4 separate regions of the Mus musculus genome follow, and regions 2, 3 and 4 are each linked to region 1. A link is a contact called in public Hi-C and promoter capture Hi-C data. All regions are on one chromosome and are shown on one strand. The core of a region is the stretch at or near the end of the contact, and the rest is flanking DNA. Distances in the headings are between cores, read along the strand shown.

Region 1 (3,035 bases), core at 339-2,838:
CTACATCAGGGCCTGCCACCTCTAAACCCTATGGGAATTGTGTGTGTATTGCTGCCAACACAAAGATTAGAACATGTTCCCCTCCCTGGGGCACAACAAACTTTCAAGGGTATGACTAACTGCCTAAGCAAGGGGGGTAAACTCCGTAGCCTACACATTTGGATTTTTTTATTTACCAAGCTGTTTTTGTATGCAAGAGACCCAGAGTACCTCTGAGAAGGACTTGCTCTCCCCCAGCCTGAGTCCCCTCAGCAAGACAGTATGTTCAATGACAAGGATAAGCTTGACGCCCCCCCCCCGCCCCCAGCAGACCCAGTACAGGGAATCAGTCTGAACATCTGCACATAGGAAAAAGGGGGGGGGGGAGGGTTCTTCCTCGGTGTCAGAGTCACTATTCGCTCTCATTTTAGTAACAACCAAATCGCCGTTACAAGTACACAAGAATAGCAGCCAACTAGCCTGCTCCGCAGCGTGCCGCGACCGTGGCACCTCGGCTCCCCAACGTCCTCCGGGTTCCCACCGAAGTTACCACCTGTATCCCCCACGACCCAGCGGAGCGGCTTGTGCCCAGCATCTCTGCCGCAGCCCCCACGCCGACCCGCGTCGGGTCCACACCGCGGGCAGCCCTCCTCGCGGCGCCGCCACGGCCCACGGGACCTGCCCTCCGCGCCCGCGGCCACCAACCCCCGGGGACACCGCAAGTCTCAAAAAGTTCTGGGGCCGCCGCCGAGCCGGTGTGCGGCGGGAGGCAGGAGCGCCAAGCTCTCGCGACCGACCCCGCGCGGGCCAGCACACACTCTCCCTCCGGGAACTCGGCGCTCCCACTCCCAAACTTCCCCCGCCGCCCCGGACCCGCCCGCCAGCCAGCTCGGCCTGCGCCGGGAGAACCCGCGGACCCGCGTCTCTGCGCCCGCCCGCCCGCCCGGCCCACGCCCGCACTTGCCCTCCGCGCCCCGCGGGGCCCCGCTTCCGCCCGCCCGGCCCGCCGTCCTCTCCCCTCTCCACGCTCGCGGGCCCCCGCCGCGGCCCCGCCGGACCCCGGCCGCCCCGCAGCCCGCGCCCCCCAGGCCCGCCGCGCGCCGCGGCCCGGCCGTCCTGGACCACAGCTCCAAAGTTACTTTGCGAGGAGGTGAAGCCGCGGGTGGTTCCCCTCAACCACCCAAACAAGTTTCCATCCCCGCCGCCGCCGTCCCCCCGCCACGCGCGTCCCTCCCGCCGCCCGCTGCCCGCGGCCACCCACCCGGGGGGCTCCCCCGTGGAGGCAGGCGGCCGCTCCCCGGAGCCGCGCGCCCCCGCCCCGCGCCTCCCCCTGCAGCCCACCCCCGGCTCCCCCGCGGCGGGGCGGCCGTGTGGCTGCGGTTCCCGGAGAGTGCGAGTGCGTGCGCGAGTGTGCGCGCGTGCGAAGGCGGAGGTGGCTGCGGCGCGGAGACACTCACTTCTCCCGGGCCTGGCTGTCGGACGGGACGGCGCTGCTGTTACTCTTGCCTTTGCCGTACATGCTTGTGCCGAGAGCAGCTCCCACTGTCACGCACCTGTCAACCCATCACAGCCTCCCCGGGAACAGCCCCGTCCCCATGGCGACCCACGCAGCCACCCCCACCATTGGCCGCCCCACGCCAGAGCTCCGCCCTCCTCGCCCTGGCAACGCGCGAGACTGACAGGCCTCCCCTCCCTCCGGCCTGCCGGAGCGCGCGGCGGCGGCTCGGCCTAAGCGGCAGTCTCCTCCCTCCCTCCCTCCCTCTCCCGCTCCCTCCCTCCCTCCCTCCTTCCCTCTCCGCCGCGCTCCCCCTCCCGCTCTCCTTCCCCCCTCCCCCTCCGAACCCGGGCGCTAGGGGGGAATTAGAAACTGCTCTAGAAGGATTTTAAACAACTGGCTGTTCCCTCCGCCGCCGCCCCGCCCCCCGCGCCGCCCGCGCCCGGCTCCTCACTGGAGAGAAGGCGCGGGGAGGAGGGGAAAGTGCGGCCTGGAGTGCCTGGCAGCGACTGCGGAACGGGAGTCGCGGCGGCCCCAGACTTCGGGGCGCCCGGCGAGTCCACAGGCGGACCCGCGGACCCGGCGCCGGGGTCCCGCCAACCTCCTCTCCCGCTCCTCTCCGGCCAGGCACCCCGGGTCCGTACCCGCGGTTGATCTCATCCCTCCTGTCTGGGGTGTCGCCCCAATCCCGTTCCCGGAGGGCCAGCAGGCCGGGGACGCCCGCTCTGAACCCTCGACCTTCTGGCTCAAGGACTGAGCGAACCTCTGTCTCTCCCTGGGAGGCACCGTGCCTCCCATTGGGGCGCCCGCTGAGGTGCTGTCGCCGGCTCTGAAGTCAAGCCCTGAATCCCAAAGGACCACCCTCCCTGGCGTCTGCCTCCTGTCTAAGAGGGGACTACACCCCCTCCCCTTCCCAAAGAGGTCAAGAGACCGACTCGTGGGACCGCAGTGGCCCAAGGCCTGGGTCCCTACCTCCCCAGTACTCTGCACAGACCTGCAGCAGACCAGGGGCCCAGGCATTCTCTACTCGGCCTGCTTTTATAGTTTGGATGGGCAATGTCATTTCAATTTGACCCTTGGACTGGAAAGATTCAGAGAAGGCCCTGAAAGACATCCCTGTATTTGCCCAGCAGAATAGGCCGCAGAGCCCAAGATGTGCAAAGCTGTGCCCAAGCTGAAAACTCCCGGAGAATATTTTTGGATCCAAGTCCCTAATCTCATTTCAGTGAATGCGCAAAAGTTTCTCAAGACACACGCAACCTGGTTTCTGATAGACTCCATCCTTTATTTTGTTAAAGATCCTTGGCTGTAAAATCAGACAGAGTAGAAATCCGGTTGAGAGAAGAGATGAGCTTCAAATGGGAGGTGACAGGGGAAGAGAGGTGCCATTGGGGTAGGACATGGAGACCTCAGAAAAGCATGAATAGAGGAGTAACGGTTATGCTAAGGAAAGGAAATAACATTCAAATGAGGAAGCATACCTTTCTATTGCACACAGCTTTAAGCATTTAGCAGTAGGATCATAAAAATGCATATGGAGATGCAGAGATAGATGGAAAGG
Region 2 (3,241 bases), core at 590-3,089, 150 kb before region 1:
GTCCAATAGACAGTCTTCCCCATGCGGCTGTTCTAAGGCTACATGCAGTCCTGATGAAATGTACATGTGATTCATGCTCTTCCCCTCATGACTCTTGTCTCCATAATTACCTTTCACAGTCCACTTTCTTTTAGACAGCTAGAATATTGGCATAAATCACAAACGATGGGAGACATTTCTAAAAAGAGAAGAATATTCCAGAAAAGAAATTTATTTTCAAAGGAAGGGAGAGAAGGAAAGAACTTTCTGAAATACTGGTAACACCTTGCTTACTTCATATGGAACAGGATTTAAAGCAGAGCTGAGGATGAGCCAAGTGTCGGCTCGTGGTGAACAGAGAGTGCAGGCTAACATGCGCAGTACTCAGGCCTGCAGAAGGCTGTAACACGTTTGTCTTTCAACCTTAAGAATGGCTCATTCCATGGGAGCACTCTGCACCATCTCTGCAGAGCTTCTGCTCAGCATCAGACTTTTACTTTTCTTATTTTTAATATACAAACACTTCTTTTAGCCTGATTTTCAATCACCTACGCAAGACTTGATAACTTCCCTACCAATCCTCATTCAAACTGCTGGTTCAGTAGAACACTGTCTCTGGTCAGAATATCAACACACAGAGCTACACTTCAAGACCCATAACCACAGCATTGGGAAGCTGAAGCAAGAAAACCACAAGTTCAAGTTCAGCCTAGACCATGTGCCAAGAACCTGGGCCCATTTCCCAAATATATTATCAACATATATGACCACTGGAATACACTACAAAAGTTACAGAAATAAGTGAATAATAAAAATGTGGTATGTTTATAGAAAGGAATAATATTCAGATTATTAATAAAAATAAATTTATAAAATTTGTAGGTAAATGGATTTGTGAGTAAACTGAGAGCTGGAAACAATCCTGAGTGAGGTGACACAGTCTCAGAAAGTCAAATATCACATAGTTTCTCTCATCTGTGAATATTACCTTTGCATCAGATATGTGTCTCACTCAGAACCCCATATACATCTATACATCTCACAAGCTTCATCAGAAAAGCTTCTATTTGTAGTAGACGGTGATTAACTCGGAAAATTGCACGTGAGAACACACATGGCACATGAGGTCATTAGAGGAGAGAGGGTGGGAGGAGTAAGAGCTGGAGCAGAGGATGACTCCAAGTGACACCTTCAGGGCAGCGGCGCATGCTAACTCACAGTGTTGGCAGCAACACATCGTCGTTCTCTGTAGGTACAGCCCTAGGAAGGGGACCTGCTCAAGCAGAAGACTATATACTAGGGAATATTCTGACCAGTGCAAATTGGCCTTGTACATTCTTTCTCCAAAGGGCAGAATCGGATGGCTAGGGAAGGGGTGGATCTGTGGAAAGTGGGGTGGGCGGACTATGATCTAGAACTTCAGGCTCGCAAAGCAGGGACTGAAGAGAGACAATTATCAAGAACATTAAAGAAATGGGTGCTTTCTAGTTGTTAAATGAAAAATCAAACCATAACAAAATCATCATGTAAACTTCCATGACAGAAGCACAATCATGTGTGTTCCTCATGGTCCTGCATAGTAGCAGGGATGAGATGACAGTGTTTGTGTCCTAGCCACACCTTTTACAATGAATTAGTATCTGCATAACTAGCTTTATGATTTTCTCCTTTGTTCCTCTGTACAACCTCTCCCTGCCTTTTCTCCCTGCTTTTCATTCATGACTCCTTCCTTCCACCAACTGGTTTTTGGCTGAGATCACAATTTCAATAAAAAATAAAAGCTGCACAGTCAGGCGGGAAGCTAAGAAGCTTCCTCTCCTCAAATGTCATTAGTGACTTCCTGAGTACACAAGAAACAGATTAATTAAAGACGTTAAAGGAGGGGTAGTATAGTCAACAAAAACCCGCTTCACATTCATTTTGATCTCAGCCATGTGAACTCACGTTCACTATGATCACAGCCAGTGTGAACTCACATTTATGAGCACAGTCATGTGAACTCACTTTCATTCTGATCACAGCCAGTGTGAACTCCCACTCAATATAATCACCACAGACACGTGAACTCACACTCATTATGATCACCACAGACATGTGAACTCACATTTATTCTGATCACAGCCAAGTGAACAGTGAGACGCCATCTGGATATGACACCCTGCACACCTGGGGACAACAAGGGGAGTACTTGACAGAATGATGCTCATGGAGCGATTCCACTATGGCAAAGTGACTTCTACCATCTCCTTCAAAACTATTTCATGACACTACAGACAACACACTTCACTAACACATGACACTTCTTGCAAAAATATTTTCTTGAGGTTTTAGTAAATTCAAATTACTTCATTATCTATAATCAGTAGAAAAAGATAAAATTTCCTTCTCTCCCTCCCTCTTACACACACACACACACACACACACACACATGCCTATGTATATGGGTATAATTTAAATGCATGATTACTTTTATTTAGGACTATATAATTATTATTTATATATTTCATTGACACATGTTAAATTTCACAATTTGCAGCCAGAACATGCCTTATACATTCTGTTTCAAATCTCATTCTTTAATGATTTCTTTTTTATATATAAAATTACATAAAACCCCTCCTAACAAACTACATTTAAACTACTGAATCGTGTGTATTTAATTTGTATTCAAAGGGGAAATGGAATAAGGTTTGATTTGTTTTTCTATACAGCTTACAGGCAAGCTAGGCTTCAATCTTAAGACTGCTCTCAACAACTGATTTTGTATTATATGGAGAAAAGAAAACATTTATACTAATTTAAATAAAACATTAACTTAGATAAATTTTGTTAAAAATTAATTTTTCTTATTTGTCAAGAATTCTTAGCATCATATAGCCACTGAAATCAAGGCAATGCCTATCAAGACCCATTGAACTTTACAGCACGCATCTGGCTAGGACTACAGTGCAGATGGTGAGAGAAACTTCCAGTGAGCCTGCTAATAACAGTTCTCCACTGAGGTTATTTTCTCTAATTACCAACTTATTTTTGCTCAAATAAAATTTGTTTGCTTATAGAACAAAGCCCCCCCCCCATCTCCATTATAGACTCTACGTACCACAAAATAACTGCAATGTTCACTTCAAAATCAACCATTAGCATGAAACATAGCATTAAAAAGTTAACAACAGTTCCATAAACTAAAATGTGATATTTTATCTTTGGAAATAGGAAATATTTCTGAATGTTCTTAAATGTAATGCAGAACTGGTTAATTGTA
Region 3 (3,271 bases), core at 82-2,581, 190 kb after region 1:
TATAAAAAGATAAAGAGAGGGGGGATATGTTCTATGAAGGTGTAGTCAGGTATTCGGGAAAGGGGTGTCTCAGCAGGCCCATGCTGAGGCATTCCTTCCCAGTAAGGAACCAGCCACATGATGGTATAACATAGAGTTTATTTAGGGCCTGGGGCAGGAAGGTAAGATGATAGTAGAAGAGAGAGAAAGAGAGTAGAGGCTATCTATGAGCACGTGGAGAGAGAGGGGGAAGGGAATGGGGAGAGAGGGGAGGAGGGAAAGCAAGATTAAGAGAAAGCAAGAGAATGAAGAGCAGGCAAGCAGCCCCTTTTATAGTAAGTCAGGCATACCTGGCTGTTGCCAGGCAACTGTGGGGCAGAGCTTAGACAGAATGCTAACAATGTCTATTTTATTTTATAGTAAATGCTGTAGAACATATACACCTCTATATTTTAGTTTGATTCGTTTTGGTTTTGTGTTTTGTTTAGAGACAAATTCTCACTGTGCCACCTAGGCTGACTACGAACTTCTGAGCTCAAATGATTGTCTCCTTTAGCATCTGGAATAGCTGGGACCACAGGTGACTACTGCCACACTCACTCTAAGATTCACATACTTCTAAGTCTTTATGTTTGAATGAGGTCACCTTCTAAGTTTATAAAAAGGTCTATTTATGTTGAATGTGAGAAATAACCAGTTAGAAGTTTAAAATGTAGATTCTTTTTCTGGTAGGGGGAAGGGCAGTGTTCAATAGAGAGATCTCACTGGAACTCACTATGTAGGCCAGGCTAACCAAAACCCATAGAGATCCACCTGCCTCTGCCTTCTGAGTTCTGAGAGTAAAGGTGTACCTGGCTAAAGATGCAGATTCTAAGGCCAAACTCCACAGTCTAAGGTGTGATTGGGAAGTCTGTAGTTCTAAGTTAACCTCAAAGAACTCTAATATAGCCACAACTGTCCCCACACCAAGGCTTGAGAAGCACTGGAAGAAGGCAGAACGCCATGTAGGTAGGAGGGGATTAGTAGGACAGGGACCAGGAAGGGAAAAAGCAAAGAAGGTTTGGAAACATCATAAGGAAACTCATTACTCCTAGATTTAAAAACACACAAAGAGAAAACTATCGGAAAAAGACTTCCTGTAGCCGTTTGCTAGCTTGTCCAACACTTGTGGGAGGAAAGAACACCCCTTTGTCGTGCACTGAGTTTTCATTGGTCAGGAAATAAATAAATAAACAAACAGCATACACAGAAGGAAACAACGGCCAGAGCTTGCAATGCACAGCCCTCATGAGCGCGTTCACAGCTCTGTCTTGTCTCAGACTTCCCACTCAAAGCTGGAGAGTCCTTTGTGCACAAGAAGTGCCAGAGAAGGAGCACTGCTGTCCCTGGCAAGAGGCCCTGGCTAGAGGAGGGCCTCCTTACCCCCTTTCACCATTGTTACGGTAGTTGACTTTTGGCAAATCCCAGGGCCTGAGAGGAGGGGTGTGGGGACAGAGAGGAGGTTTCCAGTTTTTAATGAAACACAATTATTTTTAAAGTAACAGCAGTAAAGGAACCCCACATCTGAGGTGCTGGCGTGACTTGACATTTTGAAATATTACTGTTTTCTTGTTGTGTTTTCCATCTATGAAATGGCAACTTTCCTTGCAATTCAGGTATCTGGTAGACTAGTTTCTCTGTCAGTGAGCAGCAGCTTGTATCTGAAGTGCAAATTCCATCCTAGCAGTAGAGTCACTTCTCCTTTCTTGCTCTTTTAGTGTTTTCCTCCTTCCTAGTGACGCCCATCATAAGCCATGTGGCAGTTTCAAAACAGTCTTCCCACTCTTCAGCATCCCTCAGTCCTCTCTCCAGCCATCTGCCAGCATCCTGTGCTTGGATACTGTGCTCAGCCCTTCTTGATGTGCTCAGCTCCTTCCAGGCTGTTCTGGACATCACAGACAAAAACAATTATAAAAATTGTAATATATATATATATATAATTTCCCTAGAGTGAATGATCTTTTCTGGAGATATAGCTCAGTAGTAAATCACCCGAAACTATCTGGTTAACACACACACACACACACACACACACACACACACACACACACACACAGGCAAACTGATAAAAACAAGTAAGTCAGTAAAATGGTGTCACCCTACCCTTGCAACAACTACCTGGTTGTCTTTGAGCAGCATTCACTGCTCAGATAATTTTAGTACTCTGCTCTTTTGTTCAGATGGTTCTCCCTGTAAAGAAACGTAGGACCAATGTGTTTTGATCTGTCTATAGTCTAAGCATACCCTTCAGCAGTAGTAACCTGCTAGCTTGTCTATACATCAGAACTTAAGAGATAATTTTTTTTAAAAGACAATATCATTGGGGCTGGGCACCACACAATCTCTTGTTCTCAGCCTTTTGGTCAGTGGTTGTTTTCTGCAACAGTCTCCCATCTATTGCAAGGAGCAATTTCTTTGTTGAGGGGTGAGAACTATATTTATCTGTGGGTAGAAGGACAAATATTTAGAATTCAGATAGGGATTGTTTTGTTCTAGTATAGTAAAATGGCAGTTGTAAGTTCTCCAAAGTTCATGACCTCTACTGAGGACCCAGGTACTTGGCTAGATTTCCAATGCCAGGCATTAAAGTATAAGAGACAGGCCATGAATTTAAGATCGAGCAAGGGGTAAGGTACATGAGAGGGAGAGGGAGAGAGGAAAAAGAGGAAATGATGTAATTTAGCATTCTAGAAGTTTCTCTTTAGTCCAGGCTCATCCTCATATCTCAAGGAAGCCCAAATCCTGATTCCAATACCACAAATTAGTTTTGGTTTGCTTTTGATTTTTATAGAAATTCAATTATATAGCATTAATTATATAGCATTCAGTTATGCCCATGGTTCATTCATTTTCATACCTCTATAAACATCCATTGGATAGCTGGGCATGGTGGCGCACGCCTTTAATCCTAGCACTTGGAAGGCAGAGGCAGGCAGATTTCTGAGTTAGAGGCCAGCCTGGTCTACAAAGTGAGTTCCAGGACAGCTAGGGCTATACAGAGAAACCCTGTCTCGAAAAAACAAAACAAAACAAAAAAATCCATTGGATAAAGAAACAAAATTTTATTCCATGAATGACCCTAGCAGAGAGCCATCAGCTCTCCAGGTGATGCTGATGGATAACTCCACCCAATGCCAGGCAGGCAGCGGGGCCCAGTAATTCCCAAAGGAATTAACATATGTCATTTCCTTACTTTAAAGTCTGCCAATGGCTCCTCATGGCTCTAACCTCCTTGGCTGAGCACAGAATCCTA
Region 4 (3,495 bases), core at 917-3,416, 150 kb after region 1:
AGCATGAGGGCCTGAATTTGATTCCCAGGACCCACATAGGAAGCCAGCTAAGGTATACTTATAATCCCACCCTGATGGGCAGAGACTGAGGGATCCCTGAGGCTCACTGGTCACCCAGCCAAGCTTAATCTGCAGGCTCCAGATCCAAGGGAGAGACTCTGTCTCAGAAAAGAGGCTGGCCTCTGGCCTCCACATACATGCACATGCATGCATAGACACACACACATACAGAGACACAAACATACACACATATTCAAGCATACGTACAGACACAGACTCACACACATGGAAGCGCAATCACTGTCATATCTAACCCCACTGAATATGATTTCTTTTTATAATCGAAGATTTATTTATTATTATATGTAAGTTCACTGTAGCTGTCTTCAGACACACCAGAAGAGGGCGTCAGATCTCATTACGGATGGTTGTCAGTCACCATGTGGTTGCTAGGATTTGAACTTGGGACCTTTGGAAGAACAGTCAGTGCTTCAGTGCTCTTAACCGCTGAGCCATATCTCCAGCCCTGAATATGATATTGTACATGTATGGTGTGTGTGTGTTTGTGTGTGTGTGTGTGTGTGTGTGTGTGTGTGTGTGTGTGTGTGTGTGTGTGTGTATGTGTGTGTGTGTGTGCGTGTGGTTTTCTTTTACAGTTCTGGGCGTCAAAACCAGGGCCCCTTGAACAGACTAAAGAAGTACTCTGACACCAAGCCACATTCCCATCCCCTTTAACATAATTTTGCTTGGTAATTCACAGATGAATTACAATGTGGAGCGTTATTAGTGTGTTCCTTGGCTATTTGTATATCTTCATTGGAGAAAAACATGTTTGCATTCTTTGCCTGTTTTAAATTGTTTTGTTTATCTTTTTATTTATTTGTTTTTTTTTGTTTTTGAGACAATGTTTCTCTGTGTAACCTTAGCTGTCCTGGAACTCCATCTGTAGACCAGGCTGGCCTTGAACTTACAGAAATCTGCCTGACTCTGCCTCCAGGTACAGGATCCGGCCTGTTGTAAATCGAGCCCAAGGGCATGCGCTCTGGCTGCAGTTGTCCACACTTGTCTGCAGTTGCAAAGGCTGAAAGGGGAGGATGGATACAAAGGGACCAGAAAATGAGTGGGATTGGGGTGCATGATGTGAAATTCAAAAAAATTAATAAAAAGTTTTTAAAGAAAGTGTGTCACTATCTCCAGGTCTGTTTATCTTTCATTACTGAATTATATGTGGTGAACTCTGTGTGTCAGCTTGGCTAGGTGGTGAGGCCCACCTCTTTGGTCAACTCTATGTTGTTGTCACTGTGTTTTGTAAATGTCTTTAGCATTTACTTTAAGTTAAGGAGATTGTGTGTGGCAATGTGGATCATTTCATCAGCTGATGGACAAAAGAGAAAATGCCTGGAAGAAAAAGGGGCCCGTCCTGAGGCTCTGACATAGATATCCAGCCAGGGTTTCTGCCCTGTGTGAGTTCTGTTGTTGCTCTTTACCATCTCAACTCTTTTCCTGGTGAATCTATTTCTATTCAGTCCAGAATGAAGAAATGATTCCACCCAGTGAGTTTCATGAGGTTATTCGCAGTACAGGTGACTCAAGCAGCTGACTCACCAAACCGTTGCCTGTCATAGTATGAAAGACAATCCAGGAGATGTGCATCACCGAGTCCTCTGTGCAGCTTGCAGGCAACAATGCCACTGGCACACCTCCTCCTCTCCCAGAATTGTTTATTACATATGTAGTCTCAGGAGGGGCTGTATGGGTGCTATGAGTGGCCTGAGTCTCGTGAGATACAAGGGAAAATTTCCAATTGAGAGGAAGCAGCTTTACAATATCTGGAGAAACATGGCTCTTGCAAGATCTGAACATTCTTTGTGTGTTTATATTCTGAGTAGTAGGCTTTAATCAATTACATGAAAATAAAATCCATGCTTGGTTAAGCCACTCCAGTTGCATTTGTTACACGTAGCTGTAAAATGAAACTCACAGGGCTTTCAGAGGATCAGTTAAGATGCTCAATTAATGCCACTGTTGTTGAAATTTGAATTAATTTAAAGAAATGAACTCTATACCACTCAGTCGGCCTTTAAGTATTATTCAGCAAATATATGTTGACGCCTGTTATCTATGAGACAATATGTAAGACACCATGTGGCTCAGCTGCCTGGCATGCTGCCCACTGCTCACACGGAATTCTGGCTAGTACCATGTTCTGCCGTCACCATCCTGTGACTCAGTGGAGGCTCGACATTTTCATTCTGCACAGGCAAAACACATCCTGTTATGAAAGACAGACAATTCTTTTAGTTGAGAATAATAACTGATGTTCCTAAAAACTTAGCATGTTATTCAAAAAACATTAAATTATACTAAGTAGTCTCCATTGGCGCAGACTGAGAAATTTGAATACATTTTAGAAATAGCTTATCAAACATGGCATAAACAAATGAAAAACTGACATTTAACTGGTAAGCTTTAGCTATCTGGGAGGGGAAAACCCCACTTATTTTGAACAGTCAAGTACCTGATAAAAGGAATGTCAATGTATTTTTGGATTAACAAGAAAGAGAAAACTGTAAGCTAAAAGAAAGCAGTTGTTACTAGAAAGGAGTTGGGAAGTTGTTAAGGTTTGGTGATGTTACAAATACAAACTTTCAATGGGACTGGTTCCTCTTCAGATAATGACTTAGTGTAACATACAGGAAGCAACCAGGTGGGAGACATTGGACAAATTATTCAACATATGTTAGTCTTAGTTTCCCTTTATATAAAAGTAGGTCAATGCATAGCTGACAACACCATGAAGATCATCATATTTTCAGCTCATGTCATATGAGGTATTCATAAATATCCCTTTCTTTTTCTTTTTTTTTTTTTAAGATTTCTTTATTTATTATATGTAAGTACACTGTAGCTGTCTTCAGACACTCCAGAAAAGGGAGTCAGATCTCGTTACGGATGGTTGTGAGCTGCCATGTGGTTGCTGGGATTTGAACTCAGGAACTTCGGAAGAGCAGCCGGGTGTTCTTACCTACTGAGCCATCTCACCAGCCCAAATATTCCTTTCTTAATGGGATAAATTAATACAGACATTGTTTTAAAAAACTGTAGGGAAGCACCAAAAAAACCTGAAAATATGCTACTATTAGTGAGTATTTGACCAAAAGAGTTGAAATTAGTTTATCAAAGACATATCTACATCCTCATGTTTACCTCAGTGCTATTTGTGAGGTTCAAGTAAGAAGCCGGGGTCGATTTGAGTAGAATTAATTGGGTTCTACTACAGTTAGAACCTACTATGTTTTATACTTTATTGTGAGCAAAGTAAGAGTACTTATCATCAAGATTATATACTTCCAGTGAAGGGGATTGTGGGGGATGTGAAAGTCAACCTTGTGAAGGGAAGAGTGGGAGGGAGAGTGAGGCACTACAGTCTCCTGATCTACTGTACATGGCATTAGATCTAAGATGGCTCCTAGCATGCCAGTGAGACAGCAGTAA

What was found. Promoter capture Hi-C pulls out the DNA fragments that hold promoters and counts their contacts. A called contact is a pair of places that touch in the nucleus more often than the background predicts.
Region 2: a contact with region 1 is called in a promoter capture Hi-C map of the HPC-7 cell line. The contact joins the enhancer-like site here to the promoter of Ssbp2 in region 1. A contact is called at or near these places in 7 of 39 promoter capture datasets (the 3T3-L1 cell line, the C10 cell line, the HPC-7 cell line and 3 more), 1 of 15 datasets of contacts at CTCF or cohesin (the NIH/3T3 cell line), 2 of 484 Hi-C or Micro-C datasets (the G1E-ER4 cell line and the HPC-7 cell line), 9 of 115 datasets of contacts at active chromatin or transcription factors (the 230-238 cell line, the HPC-7 cell line, VIP interneurons and 6 more) and 3 of 9 other capture datasets (adipose tissue, liver and pancreatic islet).
Region 3: a promoter capture Hi-C map of hippocampal neurons shows a contact between it and region 1, with 2.1 times the contacts expected there. The contact joins the enhancer-like site here to the promoter of Ssbp2 in region 1. A contact is called at or near these places in 9 of 39 promoter capture datasets (the 3T3-L1 cell line, 3T3-L1-derived adipocytes, the C10 cell line and 5 more) and 1 of 115 datasets of contacts at active chromatin or transcription factors (large pre-B cells).
Region 4: a contact with region 1 is called in a Hi-C map of the N1E-115 cell line, with 6 times the contacts expected there. The contact joins the enhancer-like site here to the promoter of Ssbp2 in region 1. A contact is called at or near these places in 5 of 39 promoter capture datasets (the 3T3-L1 cell line, 3T3-L1-derived adipocytes, the C10 cell line and 1 more), 7 of 484 Hi-C or Micro-C datasets (the AML12 cell line, the C10 cell line, the N1E-115 cell line and 4 more), 1 of 115 datasets of contacts at active chromatin or transcription factors (the SCID.adh cell line) and 2 of 9 other capture datasets (adipose tissue and liver).

The regions. Positions count from the first base shown.
Region 1 is chr13:91,459,650-91,462,684 of GRCm38.p6, reverse strand. Ssbp2 (single-stranded DNA binding protein 2) reads right to left here and starts at 1,588. Exons shown (of 17, transcript NM_024272.4): 1 at 1,437-1,588. The coding sequence starts at 1,498.
Region 2 is chr13:91,612,964-91,616,204 of GRCm38.p6, reverse strand. The region is part of intron 4 of Ssbp2 (single-stranded DNA binding protein 2); the gene reads right to left. Among named protein-coding and RNA genes, the nearest start is that of Gm41016, 81 kb to the right of the region's middle. Within about 2 kb of position 1,839, at least 2 of the 459 cell types and tissues checked have an H3K27ac peak or open chromatin away from gene starts, as enhancers often do. A contact at or near this core is called in the HPC-7 cell line, where this site is marked.
Region 3 is chr13:91,272,856-91,276,126 of GRCm38.p6, reverse strand. The region is part of intron 1 of Gm41014 (a long non-coding RNA gene); the gene reads left to right. Among named protein-coding and RNA genes, the nearest start is that of Gm41014, 3.5 kb to the left of the region's middle. Within about 2 kb of position 1,331, at least 27 of the 459 cell types and tissues checked have an H3K27ac peak or open chromatin away from gene starts, as enhancers often do. A contact at or near this core is called in hippocampal neurons, where this site is marked.
Region 4 is chr13:91,304,887-91,308,381 of GRCm38.p6, reverse strand. No RefSeq gene overlaps it. Among named protein-coding and RNA genes, the nearest start is that of Gm41014, 29 kb to the right of the region's middle. Within about 2 kb of position 2,166, at least 34 of the 459 cell types and tissues checked have an H3K27ac peak or open chromatin away from gene starts, as enhancers often do. A contact at or near this core is called in the N1E-115 cell line, where this site is marked.